Regions from separate parts of the Ovis aries genome. Here region 1 is linked to region 2. The links are chromatin contacts, called in public Hi-C maps. All regions are on one chromosome and are shown on one strand. Each heading gives the region's core, a stretch centred on a gene start, on an enhancer-like site or on the middle of the called end of the contact. The rest is flanking DNA. Distances are from core to core; before and after follow the strand shown. Region 1 overlaps EPAS1 (endothelial PAS domain protein 1). Region 2 overlaps LOC132659410 (a long non-coding RNA gene).

What was found. A called contact is a pair of places that touch in the nucleus more often than the background predicts.
Region 1: a contact with region 2 is called in a Hi-C map of hypothalamus, with 4 times the contacts expected there. The contact joins two enhancer-like sites. A contact is called at or near these places in 5 of 16 Hi-C or Micro-C datasets (hypothalamus, liver, mixed tissues and 2 more).

The regions. Positions count from the first base shown.
Region 1 is chr3:77,990,681-77,993,380 of ARS-UI_Ramb_v3.0, reverse strand. The region is part of intron 4 of EPAS1 (endothelial PAS domain protein 1); the gene reads left to right. Among named protein-coding and RNA genes, the nearest start is that of EPAS1, 64 kb to the left of the region's middle. Within about 2 kb of position 1,395, at least 6 of the 54 cell types and tissues checked have an H3K27ac peak or open chromatin away from gene starts, as enhancers often do.
Region 2 is chr3:77,875,165-77,877,864 of ARS-UI_Ramb_v3.0, reverse strand. The region is part of intron 1 of LOC132659410 (a long non-coding RNA gene); the gene reads right to left. Among named protein-coding and RNA genes, the nearest start is that of TMEM247, 20 kb to the right of the region's middle. Within about 2 kb of position 1,409, at least 6 of the 54 cell types and tissues checked have an H3K27ac peak or open chromatin away from gene starts, as enhancers often do.

The sequences.
Region 1 (2,700 bases), core at 146-2,645, 120 kb before region 2:
CTGCCCAAACATAGTGGGTTAAACAGTGCTTTTATAGTCTCTCATGATTCGGTGGGTTCTATGGGTGGTTATGCTCCATGTGATGTCAGGAGGCTCAACTCGATGGGATAAGCAGAGGGCTCACCTACACCTCTGGGACCTTGTGGTGTAGCCAGAGGCTGGAGCTCTCTCTCACTCCATAAGGTATCAGAGCCTCTTCCTCTCCACATGGTCTCTCCAGGGTAGCCAAACTTCTTATACTTATATTCTTAGCTCCCTTTTGGGGAGCTCAGGACTCCCCAAAAGTGCAAAAGTAGAAGCTGCCAGGCCCTCTGAAGGCTTAGTCCTGAAACTGGTACAGCACCACTCTTTGGTTAAAGTGAGTTACAGACCTGGCCCATTCACTGTGGGAGGGGGCTATACCAGGCCCTGATACTGTGAGATGTGGCTCCCTGGGACCACCTTTAGAGACTAGCTACCACCGGAGCCAAGGAAGGAGCCTGGTCCCTGGGTGATAAAAAATGGAACAGGCGGCTTTGAGGGAGAAAGTTTGAAAGGTGTTGTGCACTGCACTCTACCTGCGGGGGCTCCCGCAGGTGCCAGTGGAAGGAAGGGCCCATACAAGCAAAAAGCACTTTTCAGGGACAGTCGGAGCTGGCTGCTTCATCTCTTATAACTGGGGACAGTTGCGCAAAAGCTCTAATGGACATATTGTCAAGTGGACTGAAGCTTTAAGAAAAAGGGATTCAATGTCTTTCAAGGTCCCTTCTGAACCTGAGAGTCAGTCTCTGCCCTGAACAGATTGTACCGAGTCTAACATCCCTTTTTATAGCTCTCACCTGTCACTGACATGGAGCGTGTACTTATCCAACCTGAATGACAGAGGCAAGGTGGCAGTATCAAGCCTACAAGGTTTTGCTCTGATTATCACACATGCTGAAAAAGCATACATTTCATTAGCCTACTTCTACCCTTGTTACCACCTGAGCCTGCAGAGTGCAGGATTCCCACCACCTGCCCCGACCCCCACCCCTGCCTCCTCCCCCAGCCCCTCTGCTCTCCCTCCTGAAGGCCACCTGGCTCTGGTCAGGCACAGGCTGGGGAGCTCTCAGGGCTGTTCACTGTCTGCTCTGTGTTACTAAGAAAGTCTTGTTTAGTTCTGTGAGAAAAAGGCTGCCAGACCTTCTGAATCCCTTTCTAAAACAGGCACTGGAAGCCTGAGAAAACCCCAAAGTCTCTTATTTCTTCTCTACTCTGGAAACCCTTAGGTTCTCGGTCAGTTCAACCTCTGACCTAGTCTCTGTCTGATCATACAACTTGAACCAAGTCCCTTCATCGCTCTGTTCCTGGGAATCGTTCTCTTCAGAGTGACAGTGTTGGACCAGGCAAAGTCCAGGACCTTTCGCTCTCAAGTGCTGTGACTCAGCATGACTCTACTCTGTTGATCTGAGTAGAATGTTAGGTCTCTCGGTCCCTGTGTTGACGACTTGGGATCAAAATCAGTGAATCAGCAAAGGCTTTGAAGGTGCCGACCTGAGTGGACTCGTGATCTATAAGCAAAGGGTTAGTGTGAGCACCCAGAGGCAGATAAGGCTGTGAGGCTGCTTGTGGAAAGCTTTGAAGGCCGGCAGTTGAGCCTTGAACTTCATCCTGTAGACAGAGGGGGCTGTTGGAAGTTTTTGAACAGAGATGGGGTAATCTGATTGGAGCTGTGTTCAGAGAGATTAACCAAATGACAGGATGGGGAAAATCCCGATGTTAACAGGTTAGGAAGCTACAATCATAACCCATGCCACAGCCACAAATGAGTCCCTCCCGCCCACTTCTGCACAGCACCTGAGCTGGTCCTGGTAGTGTGTCCAGACCCCAAGATACAAGAACATCTCATGATGTGCAAATGCCACCTATGGAAGCTAGAATTGTGAAAAGCATCATTGAGTATGGGAGAGATGATTTTGTGATTGTGATGGGGAGGAATACCCTCTCATAAGAAAAAGAAAAAGATTCACTGTCTGGCCTGTTACTTGGTGGCCTCTCTTTTGATGTTTATGACAGATTAAAAAGCACCACAGTTCATCTGACACAGCCACTTGAGGCTGTGCCACTCGAGTCACTGACCCCTGGGGGTTTCAGTCCGGAGGCTATGCCCAGAGGGGAGTTGTGACTACCAGAAACAAGGCTCTGGGTTGTTCTGAGATGCTGGGCAGCCGGGCGGGAGTGTACCTTGGAAGGCCCAGAATGGCAGAATTTAGACACGGATGGGGGACACCTCTGGGGTTTACTGCAGTCGTCACTGTTTTTTCCCCCAGTGGGAGAAGTTTTGAGTGGGCAGGTTATTTGGAGACCATAAGGAAGGAAGCAATCTTGTTTGTCTTGATGATTTATTTAATTCTGGCCGAGAAGGGGTATGATCCATACTGAGTTAATCCTCAAGGTGAACTTGCTCTCTACAGGAGATTTGGACCAGCGGTGTTCCATGAGCCTTGACCTGTGTCACTTTGGAAAGGGAGCACATGGTGTGGGATCCTGAACACAGCCACTGTGGGTTAACAGTAGGGCACTGGAGGGACAGGAATGGGGGAAAGACAGGGGCATCTAAAGGAAATTTCCCACCTGAGAAGCTTATCCCCTTGAGCGATTGTGATCTTGCTTAGATGGTCCCTTTGGAATTCCTTCTATGGGGCCCACTCAGGGGAGAGGTTTGTTGAGATCATGGCCAAT
Region 2 (2,700 bases), core at 160-2,659:
TTCAACCACCACTTGAACGTGATCTAAAACTTATCCCTCCAGACAGACCTCTCTCCAGCCTCACATCCATGTAAAGCATCTGGTTACCAGATAATCTGAAACTCAGGAAGTCCAAACCTGCTCCTCTTCCCAAGCTCCCTTTCTCAGTGAGCACCACTCATCCAGGCAACCAAACCAGAGACCCAGGAGTCATCCTAGGTCACTCCCTCTCCCTCTCACCCTCCACCATCCAATACCCTGTTCCCACCCCCAGCACCATCTCTGGTCACCTCTTCCTTGAACTGCCATCATAGGCTGCTCACTCTTTCTGCTTCTAAACTCGCCTCTCCAGCCCTTTCCAGCATCAGTATAATCATTCAGGTTGCTTCCTGCCCCTTGGCCATCTAAAGGAGAAAACAAACTCCCGCAGGCAGGAGTCCCAGTCCCTATCATGTCACAGCCCTCCCACTGTCCACTCAAACCGTCGTAAACTCACGCTTGCATCCTCCTCTGAACATACACATCTGTGCAGGCTTCCAAGCCTGTGCACATGCTTTTCCCTCACCCTGCCTTTCTCTCTTTAGACATCACGTTCTTCACATTTCAGCTGCCGTGTCCTCCTAAAGCCTTGTCCAAATCCTCCAAGCAACCCAGAGCATTCCACTCATTCTGCAGCCACATTATGTACATGACTCCACCATGTCAATTACCCTGTGGGCTTGTATTGATGATTATAATAAACCCTCCCTTTGACCTCCCATGGTACTTGTAAGAGTCAAGTCATAAAAGGAGAAAGGGCTTGGTAAGCTGTAAAACCTCAAACAGCCCTTAGTCATGGAGGGAGGCAGGAGTCAATGGTGAGAGATACATGGAAACAATTACGATACAAATAAAAAGATTATTACTACCAAGGAGCTTCAGATATGAAAGCTGAGGTTCAAAGACCCTTCAGTCTTCAACAGGAAGCAACAAAACTTGACTCTAAGCATCCTGACACCCATGGGACATTAGACAGGGTTCAAGTACAGGAAACAGAAATCACTCTTGCTTGTTAAGGAAACATGTTGTAACACAGGGGATTCAGTGCTTACAGAATGGATCGTGCAAAGAGTGTGAGAAGAGAGCTCTAGGCTAGGCCATCAGAAATAGCGATCAGAACCGGCCCACCAGGGAAGCTACCACCTCTGCCATAATCAGGATGGCAGAGAATTCTCAACACAGAGAATCATTGAAATCAAGAACACACTGCCATGACTCCAGTTTCAAAATCTGGGCGGCACTGCCAGCCCACCAACACCCATGGAGCTAGTGACCTGACATGAGGTCATGACTGCAGGAACACCCACGCCCAGAATCACCCAGGTCACCAGCAAGAGCCAGCGCAGCATGAAAATGACCTCCCTTCACTTCTGCCTCCACATCCTACATTAGGCCATCTAGTGGTGGCAATAAGCGTGACTCTGGACTCCTAGGAGCAGGGGGACCTGGGCAATGGTGTCTCTCACTTTACAGCCTCTCAGGCACAGGAAGACACATACGAGCTTGAGACGGACACCAAGCGGCAACACAGAGCATCTACCACACAGCTCAAAGGAAATCACACATCGTGTTACGGGATACACATCTTACTATGGAAGAGTTCCTCTCAGGAGAGACAGTGTTTGCTCATTGGTCAGCTGTTTGTTTTCCAACAAAGACCCAACGGGCATTTTAGTTCCTAGGAAAAGAAAGTTTTTCCTCATACAGACTGAGGAGGGAAATTTCTCACATGGGAGCATTCCGTGGAGGACACCGCATGAACCAGTGTCTTTGCCAGAAACCTCACAGCAGACACAGAGGCGGCTTTCACGTGCTGGTCCTTAAGTTACCTTTGCTAAAATCAAAGGTATGACATGGACATGGAGTCAGGGGCCTCACTTGTCTGCATAGCTGTCATTGGACTGTCTGACCCTCAGGCTGGTCACTTTCAAACTGTGCTCCAGAGCCTGCAGGTTCACAGAGGAGCCTGAGGACTCTGAGGCCCCTCTCCCAGAATAGCCCAAGTTTTATCTGTCCTATCTCAAGTCCACATAAAATTCCCTTTGAAGAAAAGGGTTTAATTGCTTTTGAAATTTTCTGAAAATTAATCTTTGCTCATCTCTCATAAAAGTTACTTCCTACAACCAGTTTGTGATAGGAGCCAAACTGCAGACGATGTGGAAATCGACACTGGCCCACTCAAGACCAGAACTCTGCTCAGCTGGCCAAGACGGGCTCAAAAGCTTTCGAGAGGCCCACAAGGGCCAGTTCTGAGGGCCTTTTCCAGATGCCAAAGTCTGGGTGTTTTTCTTCACCAGTGCCCGCAGAACCCAGGTCCAGGCTAGGACCGTGACACAAAATAAACTGTAGAATCTCCGGGCACAGAAGGAACTTGGAGGTCCTCCAGCCCAATACCCTCACTTGACAGGTGAGAAAACTGAAGTCTAGAAGGAGGAAGGGGCTGGTGAGCCACAGAGCCGGGTGCTCCCTCCCCTACCCAGCTCCTTTTTGTGGGCACTTACACCTATCTGCTCCTGCCAGTTCTATATTTAATCAATGTCCTGCCTGCATCTGCAACTCCATTAGAATGAAAACGCACACCTCACAATGCTAGCAGTGTTCTCCTGCAGGGCGCTGAGCATTTGCTAGAGATTAGCGATTCTGAGAAAACTGCACAAATAAACATCTCCATCAATCATAGGA